Linked DNA regions of Gossypium hirsutum: region 2 is linked to region 1. A link is a contact called in public Hi-C data. All regions are on one chromosome and are shown on one strand. Each heading gives the region's core, a stretch centred on a gene start, on an enhancer-like site or on the middle of the called end of the contact. The rest is flanking DNA. Distances are from core to core; before and after follow the strand shown. Region 1 holds the start of LOC107908481. Region 2 holds the start of LOC107908476 (transcriptional corepressor LEUNIG_HOMOLOG).

Evidence for each region. A called contact is a pair of places that touch in the nucleus more often than the background predicts.
Region 2: a contact with region 1 is called in a Hi-C map of leaf, with 1.7 times the contacts expected there. The contact joins the promoter of LOC107908476 here to the promoter of LOC107908481 in region 1. A contact is called at or near these places in 4 of 34 Hi-C or Micro-C datasets (leaf and petal).

What each region holds. Positions count from the first base shown.
Region 1 is chrD02:42,956,948-42,964,030 of Gossypium_hirsutum_v2.1, forward strand. It overlaps LOC107908481, which reads right to left and starts at 1,277. Exons shown (of 10, transcript XM_016835660.2): 1 at 572-1,277; 2 at 428-497; 3 at 207-274; 4 at 1-47. The coding sequence starts at 622.
Region 2 is chrD02:43,219,781-43,226,865 of Gossypium_hirsutum_v2.1, forward strand. It overlaps LOC107908476 (transcriptional corepressor LEUNIG_HOMOLOG), which reads left to right and starts at 1,281. Exons shown (of 18, transcript XM_016835654.2): 1 at 1,281-1,696; 2 at 1,812-1,868; 3 at 1,984-2,081; 4 at 2,844-2,953; 5 at 3,050-3,333; 6 at 3,428-3,482; 7 at 3,626-3,737; 8 at 4,270-4,319; 9 at 4,404-4,673; 10 at 5,123-5,191; 11 at 5,332-5,559; 12 at 6,649-6,790; 13 at 6,870-6,979. The coding sequence starts at 1,837.

The DNA.
Region 1 (7,083 bases), core at 27-2,526:
ATTGCCAAGCGTAGCCCCCATATTACTACAAGCGAAGTCAATACTACCTGGAAAGCAGAGTTGCAAAATCACTACATACAAACAGGAGGTGCAAGAACAGTATAAATGAGCTTTAAGGACCCTCTAAAATGAGTCAACACCTAACAGATGAACAGTTTAAACCAGTGATGTTTGAAGCAAACTTTTACGCAGTCAATCCAAATTACCTGACGAAAATGCCATGATCCTTTAATTATCAGAGTCAACACAGCAATTATAACAAAATTCGTGCTTCCTGAGCAAAAGAAAACAAAGACGATATCATTTAGAAACCAATGAATTCACATTTGAAGAATTGTATGAATTGTTATATGGGTCTTTACCTTTCCTATGCTCTAATAAAGGTTCAAAAGAACAATTAAAGAAGCTAAATTTATGGATGAGGTACCTGCAAAGTCAGTGACTTTATCGAACTTGAGAAGAGCGGTGATTATAAAGAAAAATATTTGATATCCCAACTGCACAAGCAAAACCCAAAATAAATCAAACATCAATTATTTTGGAGGGAGAGAGGGAGAAAATAAAAACATACAGTTACAATGGCAGTTAGAGCTAAGAAATGGGAATCTAAAACAGTTGCCATTTTGTTTGAATGGAAATCCTGTTTGCTTATTCTTCTTCCAGTTTCTTTTGCTTCTGATTAAAGCATAGGCTTAAGAAAGGGGTGTGGTAACGGGCAATGGAGGAAGATCAAACAAAAATAATTAAAATAATAAATTTAGGAATATCAACCATAAATAAATAAACCATATAAATTCTATTAATTCTCCTCAAACAAATAATGCTCGATAAATTGAATGATAAAAAATAAATCCCCACATCTGTTAAACAAAAGTAATATTGCATAAAAGAATAAATCATGAAGAGACATTTATATATAGGTTAAAAAGTAAATTTAAACTAAATTTAATAAAACCTAATTAATATATAATAAAAATTAAGTCTTAAAATTCGATCTCAATATAATTTAAACTCGATTTAAAGTTCGAAACTCATCATTTCCCTTAATAATCCTGTCTAAAAGTTTTGATTCGCATAGTTTCACTAAAATAATTATAACTTAAGTCCCAAACTCAAAATTAAATGATTCAAAATACATTTTAAAATTAAAAAATAGATTTTTAAATGCTATAAAAATATATCAATTCAGAAATAATTAATTCTCAACTAAATCGAATAATTTTCAAACTTAAAAATTAATAGCTTTCATAAATAAAATTTAATATATTTCACTCCATGTATCAAAATTGATTTGCTTTTGTAGAAGGCTATGATACATGCTTAGAATTGCTTTGCCTTCTAATGAAGTTATCGTCGACGGTTTATAGCCGTACGGTGCGAGTGGCTATGATTTGAACAGCAATTCTAAGTGCTTCTAGAATTGAAATGTACGTATACCGTTCAAAACTTGGGTTGCGTGCTTGCTTCAATTTCTTACACCCTCCTTTTTAACTCCAAAAGCTCAAAATTTATAATTACTCCTAAATTCCATTTCCAACCCCAAATATTATATGTCCAAACTCTTAAGTTACTTTCGACGGAGGTAGAAAGCTAACTGAAATTAAATTATAATTTTTATAATAGTAAAAATATAATTTTATTATTTTTATAATTTATATTTTTATAATTTTTAAAAAATTAATTAATTTTTATCATTTGTAAAGGATTAAAATGTAATTTTATAATTTAAAAATTTTAAAAATTTTAAATTACTTAAATAAAATCCGGCATGCTATTGCTAACTTTCCATTTGCTAAAACTCATTTCTTTTTTCTCAGAATAAATTACACCATTAGTTACTAAATTATAATTATGTTTTAGTCACTTAATTAAAAAATATAAAATTTGGTTATTTAATTATTTAAAAAATTTTATTTAAATTATATTTGAAAAAAATTGGTGCAGATAGTACGAATAGAAAAAGTTATATAGTATTGATTTCAACAATTCGATTACTTAAATGAAAACTTTTAAATAGTTTAGTAACTAAATTATAATTTTTTTAAATTACAGAACTAAAACAAAAATTTATCTATAATTTAATGACTAATGATATAATTTACCCTTTTTATTGACTTTTAAGTTACATTTAACTAATTATATGATAATTTCAGTTAGATTGAGGATGCCTCTACCATGCCTTCTGTGCATTGGCATCTAAAGGGTTTTTTATCCCAATTTTCAAAACAATCGCAGTGGACTTGGGGATAAAAATAGAATTCCACAAAAGGGTATTGAATAAATAATTTAACTTAAACCAATTAATCAGAATAAATTTAGGAGAATTTACACATAAATTAAATAAGATGAAACACACAAATTAATCAAAAGGGGTAGGCGGTGCACACCCTTCTAGAATCCCTGTGTGCTGCTTATCGCATCACAAATGGGCTTATTAGTAACTTTTCTGTATTAGGTTGAATTATTTGTGTTATTTAATTTTTAAATTAATTTATATAATTTTATTACCTAATAATTTGTTTTTATTTTTAAAATATTATTTGTTTAATTAATTAATTAATTAATTTAATTAATTAATTTCTTTAATCAAATTATTTTTTCAATCAAATTCTAATTCAGTTCGAGTCATGAAAACTTTACTATTGAAAAATGAATTTAATTATTTATTCAATAAAATTGCTATTACTAATTAATTTAATTTCCACATTGAACTCCAATTATATAATTATAAACAATTAAAAGTTGTTAAGAAATTATGCTATAGATTAGAAGTACAAGGCCTCTAATGAAATAATATGAAACTCGGTTTTGATTTGATACTAAATATCCAAAAATATGAGCATTTTGAATATAAGGACTAAAATGAATAAAATGCAAAGTATATTTAATTGATGTGTTTATCATATGATTGAGTGAAAACTAATACTATTTTTATGACTGAATTATTGTACATAGCTAAAAACGATGTTAGGCCATCTCAAGACAAAGGAAAGACGAAGGTCGTAAGTGAGTAGCTATTGTTGAAAATTTTTTGATTCAAAAACAGTTTTCTTGCACAGCAAAAAGTTAAAATTTTGAAAATCGAGCTGATTTGTGATATTTATAGTAATAAAATTTTCTTAAAATTGCACTTGTGTTTTTGGCTAGACGGATTCTTGCCATTCTTGGATTTTAACCGAACGGTATTCTCCGCTATTCTCGTACCACAATCTTATGAAATCAAAATAAATTCAAAAAAATGACTAAGTTAATAAAATTAAGTTCATTTTAACAAGTCCAAGAGCATCAAAAGAATAAGTCAAACTAGATAAATAATGTCAAAATAGATCAAATAACCACATAAAACTCCCTTTATCTTTTTGGATATAAGAGCCATGAATATTTTTCTCATCAAGCTTTCTGCAATACAAAAACAATATAACAATTTAAAATTCAATCAAAGTGCATGGAAAAATTCAACATAAAGTCAAGGCCAGGTGGTCAAACCTAGTTCTCTCCTAAATGTCCAAAATCTCTCTTTATCTAAAGGTTTAGTAAAAATGTCAATTAATTGGTTCAAAGTGCCTACATACTCTAGAACTATTTCACCTTTTCGGACATGATATCTAATGAAATGATGTCTTATTTCAATGTGTTTAGTCCTAAAATGTTAGATGGGATTTTTAGTGAGACAAATAGCACTAGTATTGTCACACTTGATAGGAATGGTATCTATATCAATTCCATAGTTCTTAAGTTGTTGCTTCATCCATAAAACTTGAGCACAACAACTATCAGAATAAATATATTTTGCTTCAGTGCTGGACAATGTGACGCCCCAAACCCAGCCGGAACGATCCAACCCAAATTTTAAACATCACATTAGCCACCGAAGTGACTCTCCATTTAAAACTTTACGAACCACACTAACCAACCGTACACACCACACATTTGCAGAATATTTCATATAGGAAATTAGACCTAAGCGCATGCTTTTCTAAATTAATCATTTATTTCACCCAATCAGAAGGTATAGAGCTTACCTTAATACTCAGCGGTCTCCCTTAGCTGCAAAAATTTGTTAGTTCATTTAATTATCATCATATTAATCAATTAATAAAATCCATCTAAACAAGCAATCAAGCAAGCAATTATAACGTTCAAAAAAATCCCAAAAATCAAACAGTTTGTAATTTCTATTTACAACTGTTGAAAATTTTATTTAAAATGTCTAAGTCTAATTCTAGTACTAAACCTTTGGTACAACCCACATTGCCTTCACTTCAAAGTTTAAAAGCTCAACACACATATTCTAAAAAAAATTATCTTGCGATGGATCACCGATTTACCACTCTCCTCGCTAACTCATGAACTATTTATCTGCAAGGTAAAGTAAGGAATGTGAGCTTGGTAAAGCTCAGCGAGTACACATGCATACAACAAAAATATTCACACCAAACATGTTAGAATTTAAACATACTTTAACAATTCACATATAACACAAATGACATACTCAACACAGTGATATATTGGCAAATCGTGAATATGAAACATAGTCAAATTATATACTCATTGAATAAACGGATCTTCAAAACACACCACATGACTCATAAAGTTGTACGCTATCTCCATGTAAGTATAGCATGTATGCTCACATTCTCCAAATACACCATGCTATCTACGGTGAATGGAGTTATGCTCGACATTCCCTTATCTCTCCAACACTATCTCCGAGCCACAATGCACAACACATAATAAAAAAGGGGTGAGTACTCACGATCCTATAGCATGCCAATGATATCCAACGATTTCAAGTGTTCACATTTCCAACATATCTAATTAATCACATTTTATTACGCAATATAACTAGCTCACATTACTATTGAGCTCGCACTTAACATTTCACAATAATATAATTTTGCACTAATCAAAACTTATAATATCATAAATGTAATAGCCCGAATTTGGGCCTAGTCGAAACAGTGGTTTCGGGACCATAAATGTAATATTTTAAAAATTTCTACAGTAAGATATTATCCTTGGTATAGTAAAATAAGGAAATAAAGTAAAAAAAAAGGGAAATTTTGAGTTATGTCAACATTGAGAAGTATATTATGACATATTAATGCAAGGAAGGATTAAATCACAAAAGTGAGAAAAGTATTGTTGCCTAAGAGTAAATACTCAAAATTTGAGGGGTTAAAGTGTAAATATGAAAAATTTGAAGGACCAAAGGTGTAAATATTTTAAGGGTGGAATGATCTAGAAACTAAGGAAAATGGATGAATTAGGACCAAATTGAATAAGATAAGAATTATGAGGGACTAAATCGTAATTTTACCAAATTAAGTGTGACTCAATGATGGAATTTTAAAAGATTATGAAGGGCAAAATGGTCAATTATAAGAGAGAGAAATCTAGAAGGCAATGATGATGTTGGTGATATTTTAGATTAATTAATTAAATAAATATTAGTTTATTAATATTTTAATATGATTTTTAAATGATATTTTATTAATTTATTATTATTCTATTTAGTATATATATGAAAGGAAAGATGAGGAATTACCATCTTCTTCCCCATGCAACCAACGTATGAAGAGGAAAGAAAGAAAGAAACTTTCTTTTCTTTACAATTTGGTCCTTTTATCAAAAAATTCACCATTTTCATTTAGAAATCAAAAGAATTTTCATATCCATCAAGAGAGAAAGATAACAAGGAGACTATGGGGAGCTAGAATATCAAGTTAGATTCAAGAAATAGAAGCTGGAGGAGAGAGAAAATCAAGTTAAAGATTGAAATCAATTGAGCAAGGTAAGAACATCAAGATTTCAATATATTTTTGAGTTTAATATTATTGAAAAGGTATGAAATTGATGTTAATGTAGAGTTTTATTATATAAGGTTTTATGTTCTTGGTATCTTAGTGAAGAGAAAATAAGAGAAAGTGATGAGAAATAGTGTAGAGAAAGAAAATAAGAGTGTTATAAACTTAGTAATCAATATTTTACACTAAAACAGTTTGGATAACAGCAGTAGGTTAACTTTGAAAAATCACCAAAAATTGTGGGAATTGAATTAGAAGATGAATAAAATATGAAATTAAATATTATTGAGTCTAGTTTCTCATAGAAGAAATTGTGTAAGCAATATAATTGTAAATCATGAGATATAATAAATTTTGTGAGACAATGTCAGAATGATTTCGGGTTCCCTGTTCTGACTTTGGAAAATCATAAAAAATTGAAGAAAAATAATTATGAGTTATAATTTATATTATTAGAATCCTTAATGAATCTATTTTCAAATGAAATAAACAGAAACATCATCCAAATTCTGTACAATTATATAATTCATTTTTTGTGAAGAGTGGTCGGAACTGTCAGACAGCAAAATAGGGGAAACTTTAAAGAACAAATTGTACTATTTGGCTGAACCAAAAATTCTGAAAATTTTATGGCAAGAATATTTATGAGTCTAGTTTCAGGGGAAATTAACGGATCTTAATTTGGATTTCTTTAGCTTAAGATATAAATGATTTAGTGACAATGACTCAAATGGACAGCTTTGAATAAATTTACAAGAAAATAGTGAAATTATAGATAATGTTACTTATAAGCATGTTATGTAAATTAAGGATGTGGAATGGAGAGGAGGAGGAGGAAAATAAATTTATAAATATTATGCTAGCATGGATTTGCATTTCAAATGGTTAATTTGCATGATTTGGGCTTGAGGACTAAATTGAAGAAAAGTAAAACTTTAGGGGCAATTTTGGAAAAATGTCAAAAAATGACCAAATTGCATGAAAAGAATTGTTTTATTATTTAAATTACTAAATTGAATAAAATATTAATTTAGATCAATATTGGGTGGAAATTCGAGAAAAAAATAGAAATTTTTCAAAATGTCCCTAAATTTTGGTATTTCTGCAATTTAGCCTGGTAAGTTCGTATGAACTATATTTTGTATAATTTTAATTGAATTGAATGCTATTTGGTAATGAATATTATATATATGTGTGTTTGGAATTGAATTATTATTGGATGTTTTGAAATGATTATCGGAAGCTTGATTGGGTTGGAAGCTTGTTGGAGATATAT
Region 2 (7,085 bases), core at 31-2,530, 260 kb after region 1:
ATATAAAATACTAATTCTCAATTGTTAAATTTTCTTATTATGACTTCTTAAATAGATATGAGTCATACTATTCGTTAAGATGAGATTTGTTTCTAATCAAACTGTTGCAATAAGTATGCATAAAAAAAGTAATATTTAATTTAATTATAAAATATGTTTATTTTCTTTTGATTTTTGATATAAAAATTAATAATTAATAACTTTATACATTATATATTAGATTACCAATTTGTTGATATTATCTTTTAATGTATATAATGTTAATATCACATATTTAATTTTTATTAATTATAAAAAAAATATTTTAACATATTAATTATTATCATATTTAAAATAAAATCATATTTATATTTAAAAATTATATTTATTTAATTAAAAATTTGAATTTTTTATTATTTTTAATTTATCCAATTATGCTCAATGATTTTATATTATATGATGTTTTTAAGTAGAATGATAAAATTAATTAATTTCACATTATTATAAAATTATATTTATTAATATTACTTTAATCATGATCATATAATCATATTAATAAATTATTATTCTAATGTTAAATTAATAATATAATTAACAATAATAAATATTCTCTTTAGCTCATAAATTTCTATAGCGTGGTGCTTTTATAGAATTATAAATATATTATAAATATAGATTATAAATTATAGATAAATACTATTATAAAAATATATAAATAGCAAAATTGATTTTTATATTTTTATTTTAAATAATAAAATAAAATATTCAAATTCATTTTAGCCAAATTTTAATTGGAAATTACACGATTCATTAGCTAATGTCTTAAGTGAAGAAGGGAGAAAATGGACACCACCATTAGATGTGTTCACGGGTCGAGTTTAGGCATAATATTAATACACTTTATGTTTGTACAAGTTTAACCTGACTCGAAATATGAACTTCAAATTTTGTCCAAATCTACCTACACTTATAAATAATTAATTCAAACCCGTTTTAGGTCCGTCCATATTATTTTTCTTAAAAATACATTTATATTATTTTTAATTTAATATTTAATAATTTTATATATATTTATTAAATTTTTATAGTTAGTTATCTTAATATTTTTAATTTTTATATTATAGTAATATAATATAAAACATTTGCAAATTTAAAAGCAGACTTAATTGAATCAACTTAAACATTGAAGGTTCAAACTTGAGTTTAACCTATATTTTAAACAAATATAATTTTATTTTGTCTAAATCAATTTTTAAATCTAATATTTTATCCAAAATACTCAAATTTTAGACCCACGTCTCAACTTATTATCCAGCGCATAACTTCTAAGCACCATCTGCTAAGCTTATAGATTCAAGCCTCAGGTTTGGTCCACACCAAGCATCCAAATCTCAGCTTCGGATCTTGAGCAAAATGTCCCTATATTTTTTCTTCTGTCGGAAAATTATAACTTTGAGCTAAGAAACCTTTTTTTCCCAATAAAAAAGAACCCTAATTTATTATTTTTTGTTTTTTTTTCTGGATTGGATTGGAAAGGTCATAACTCTTTTCTACTCCATTAACTCATCAATTTCAAGATCCTTTAAAGAAACTTATGAAATTTTGGAATTGTTTATTATTGAATGCGGAAACCAACGATTGATCAATAAAGATCGCTTCTTCATGAGCTCAAGAATGGTAATGTAGGCTTTGATCCGTCTGAATCCGCCCCTTTAAGGTTAGTTTCGATAAAATATCAGTGCCGTACTTAATTTATAACTTTTATGATAAAATTGAGTATTTAAATTTGCTTTCGATCAATTTTATAATTTTCTTTTTCTTTTTTTGAACAGTTAATTGATTTTTGTGGCTGAAACGATGGCGCAGAGTAATTGGGAAGCAGATAAGATGTACTCTTATGTTCTTTCAGAAAATTGATTCTAATTTTAGCTTAGTTTTTTTTGGCAAATTTTTTTAAATTTTTTTAGCTTAGTTAAGTTCCTTTTTTTTTTTTTTTGGCTGTAGGCTTGATGTCTATATTTATGATTATTTGGTAAAGAAAAAATTGCATACCACTGCAAAGTCTTTCATGACAGAAGGGAAAGTCGCCCCGGATCCAGTAGGTAAGATTTAGCTTTGACTGAGTATAAATTCATATAGGTTGCATTTGGGAACTTGGATTTCCAGAGATGGATTTGGATTTTAAAAATAGTGTAAATTATTTAATAAATACACTTTTAAATTTAACATTCATGATTAATTTTCAAAATCATGGGTTTTCAGATGTTTATTTAGGTGTGAATTTTAAATGACCTTAGATATTTGTCAATTTGAAATTCATATTTTATACCTTTCAAATATCTAATCATATTGAATCTTAACTAATTCTTATATAATGTATGTATTTGTTCCCACAATTTATATAGCAAATGAAATTCAAATCCAGATTTTCATGTCCTAGTTTTAGTTAATTGATGAAATTGTGCGACTGAAATTCTTTTCCGTGGAAAGGAAATATGGAGTTTATATATATATATATTTAGCCTAAGTTGCTTGCATTCTTTATTTTACCTTAAAGTACTGCGTTACACATGTTGGCGCTTCAAAGTTACATGGGTATGACACCTAGATTCTGAACTTTACTGTAAAACTCGCTGAAAGTGATTTGCACGTGTCAGATATCATATCCAAGTCCGTGTCTAATATTAGGTGGGAGAAAGGTGCTTTATTAATTTTCAAATTAATGATCGGTGATTTTTTCATTGAAATTAACGGTTAAATTTTACTCTAGTTGCTTGGTTATGTTGTAACTAATACAGCATATTGTTAGTAGAGGGGAATTATTTTGAATGACTGATTCATTTAAAATTTGTTTATTTATCCAGCAATTGATGCTCCTGGTGGGTTTCTTTTTGAGTGGTGGTCTGTCTTTTGGGACATTTTCATATCTAGAACAAATGACAAGCATTCAGAGGCTGCTGCAGCATACATAGAGGTGGCCGATTAAAACTTTAGCAAGTATTGTTGTTAATTCTTTTCAATAGTGCAATTTATACTGGTTGTTTTCGAACTATTATGGTATTATGAACAGGCACAGCAAATCAAAGCAAAGGAGCAACAACAGCTGCAGATGCAGCAGCTGCAGCTAATGCGTCAAGCACAGTTGCAGCGTAGGGATCCTAATAATCCATCTATGGTTGGTCCTGTAAATGCTATTGGTTCTGAAGGAATGCTTGGACAATCAAATGCTAGTGCTTTGGCAGCAAAAATGTATGAAGAGCGCATGAAACAACCAAATGCAGTGACTTCAGAGACATCCCAACCTCTTCTTGATGCTAGGATGGCCCTCTTAAAGTCAGCTACAAATCATCCCGGGTAAGTATAGTTGTAAATTTTAGATCAGATGTTTTGTTTTAATGTGATGAACTCTTTTCAGGTTTATAACACAGAAAAACTGTCTGTGATGCAGTCAATTGGTTCAAGGAAACCATGGAGATGTAACTGCGGCATTGCAGCAAATTCAGGTATGGACACTAGAAATTGCTGTACCTATGCTACTTGGATACATATTTTCTTGCATTTACATCAACACTTTACAACCTCACTGTTATACTGTTCCATTTTAGTTGAACTAGTGACTCTATATATATACATATACTCCTCACAGGACATTAAAGGTGAAGTGAACTTGGGTGGTACTCAGAGATCTATGCCCATGGATCCTTCCTCAATTTATGGACAGGGAATCATGCAATTGAAACCTGGAATAGGAAATGCAGGTGATTATAACTAATGGTGTTATATTCTGTTTGCACATGTCAATCTATGGAATGCTAATGAGTTTCATTTTCATAGACCACAGTTCTCATTAAGTATCTTTTACATTTATAGGTTTAGATACCATTATGTCATTTCCAGTCAGCTCAAGAGAAACATGTATCATTTGTTTCATATACACACCATCTAATCTTTCCTCGCATATTCAAGTCATTTTCTTATCTGAACTTGTATAATATGATAACTAAAATTCAATAGAAAAGCCAGCGCCAAGAGTGTTTGTTTGCATGTTACTGCTAATATGCTTAGTGCTGCTGTAACTTAAGATAGTCGGGTGCTTCTCTAGTTTGGCTTGCTGAGTGCGAAATCTGTCACCTACTGACCATAGTGTCTATATGATGTTGCTGTTCTATTCGTGTCAAGTTTATTTCTTCTGACAGAAAAGCAACATATCTAACTTTGGCTTTGTGTTTTATTAAGTCAAGACATTTGTGTAGATATTCTTATACTTTTATGTTACTTTTGTTCTTCAAGGTTTGAATCCTGGAGTTGGTAGCCTTCCATTGAAGGGCTGGCCATTAACCGTAAGCTCTAAATTGAATTTCTATCCTTAATACTATTTTCCTTATCTAAATGCTTGCCTAACTGGCTCTTAACTAATTTTACAGGGAATTGACCAAATTAGGCCAAGTTTAGGTGCACAAGTGCAAAAGCCATTCTTACAGAATGCAAACCAGTTTCAGCTTCTGCCACAGCAGCAACAACAACTCTTAGCACAGGTCCAGACACAAGGAAATCTGGGTAATTCACCTCTATATGGAGATATGGATCCTCAAAGATTTTCTGGATTATCAAGAAGCGCCTTAAATACGAAAGAGGGCCAGCCAACAGTGAATGATGGATCTATAGGGTCTCCCATGCAATCGACCTCATCAAAAGTAAGGTTTCTGTTTGTTAATCAGTTATATCTGTTGTATTACTTCTTATATCCAAATACGCCCTAACAGTTTTCATGTCAAAATACAAAGATAGTGCAAATCCTGCAATCGTGTTAATGGATCAGAAATGCATGCATGTCTTTCAATTTCACATTCAAAGGGAGAAAGAAATTATAGTATATACTTGTGTTGTTGTATTGGGCATACCATCTACCTTGCCTTTATTTAACCAAGATAATATGCATGCCATTGCACTTCTATATGTGCCTTTGATTCTTAGGCGAATTATTTATATTTATCTGTAAATCTAAGGGGCCAGCTTTATTTTGTGTATGGGATTATAATGATGGTTGTACTAGTTCAGTAGTTATTATCATATTCTAAATTTGTTGAGGATGGCCAATGCTCGTGTTTAGTTTCCACTGAGCACTTTTGTGTTTTTTCAGCAGATAAGCATGCCACCAATAAGACAATCTTCTTCTCAACAAGATCCATTGCAGTCACCTCAAGTGCAACAAGTTGAGCTTACTTCTGTTTTGTTTCTTGGTTATCACAATGGTTTCTTGTTACCATATGCTGCCAGTTTATCTTCATACAGATTCATAGGAATTTATGATGGACCTCTAAATTGATGACTATTCCTTCTATGGTGTGTCAGAATAACCGTAAAAGAAAAGGACCATCTTCTGGACCTGCTAATAGCACTGGCACTGGAAACACACTGGGTCCTTCCCCAAACTCTCAGCCATCAACCCCATCAACTCATACACCCGGTGAAGGAGCAGCTATGGTGGGAAATATGCAGCATGGCAGTAGCATGTCAAAAAATTTGATGATGTATGGATCTGATGGAACAGCTGGTATTGCATCATCAACCAACCAGCTGGTAAGTAATCCTAATTTATAGCTAACCGAGGGTGTTTAGCGAATGGTTTGACTCTTCAATATTAACTAACCCTATGCTTTCCTGCATTCGTGCAGCTTGCATGAAATTTTTGGATACTAAATTGGTATCATTACTTAGTATTGTCATATGCATGAGCAAACAGTCATTTAGTATTGTCAAATGCATGAGCAAACAGTCATTTGCTCTATGGAAAGCATGTGAAGTTCTAAATCTGATGGTCCCCAACTTATGACCATGATTATGTGTATTCTTCTGAATCTGCCAGGATGACTATTTTCTTCTACTTGTTGCTATCGGAGTTATTACATATGCTCCAAATAAATTGCTCACCATCAACTTGTTCCAAAAATGATAGATAAGTAATAAAAAAATGCTTATTCTATGGTTTGGAGAACATAAGCTCAAACATCTTGTATTTTCCGCCATTCAAAACTTAGATCTAGAATGGCCTTCTCATCACATTTCATGCACTAGGACTGCAATTGTTGGTGGTAATGTTAGTCACTAATAAGTTTAGTGGGTATCCTTGCTTAAGGTCTTGAGAGTGACGAATGCTAAAGCACTGCTTCTATATCTTGGCTAAATATTGATGCCATAGCTTTGCAAGGGATGGAGACCATTATCCCTTTGCATCAACACTGTGTTCTACTCTTGGACTCTGGTACAGGCAGCTTTGTTTTATTTCCTAGGTCAATAATGTGATGTCTTAAGGGTTTGTTGGGTGCTAGGAAATATCCTTATACATCTTTCGAAAAACATGGCAAGATTGAGCATACATGAAATCGACTTTCATTATCATTTTGTTTCCCAATCCCTAATTGCTTTTTACTTCTTTCCCTTTCTTACTACTTATTAGTTGAATTTGACCCAATAATCACATCAAGTAAATAAACCTGAAGTAGCCCCACTTTTGCACTACTATTCTTCTATACTTGTAATTGTTCTTGGTCTTCCTTGCCTTTTCTCTTTCTTCACTGCATTTAGTGTGAGAGTTGAAACATATATGTTAAGTGTAGCCTCGGATAAGTCATTTCAAAAGCCTGTTTATGATGCAACTCCTAATTGCAGGAAGACATGGAACATTTTGGAGATGTTGGCTCCTTGGATGATAATGTGGAATCTTTTCTCTCACATGACGATGGAGATGGAGGGAATTTGTTTGGCACCCTCAAACGGAACCCATCAGAACACACTACTGAGACTTCTAAGAGTAATATAAGATCGTCGTTGTTATAGCATGCTAATTCTTCCAGTTGACCTCAGCAATGAACCTTTTATCTGCATGTCAGGTTTTGGCTTCAATGAAGTTGGGTCAATACGTAAAAGCAATGGCAAAGTCACCTGCTGCCATTTCTCTTCAGATGGAAAGCTATTAGCCAGTGCTGGGCATGACAAGAAGGTATAATTTTATGTATCATACAAGGAATTTTCTTTATGTAGCACATGCCAGATAAGTTATCAAATTATTGATTATGGTTTATTGAATGTTTACTTTTCATAAATGA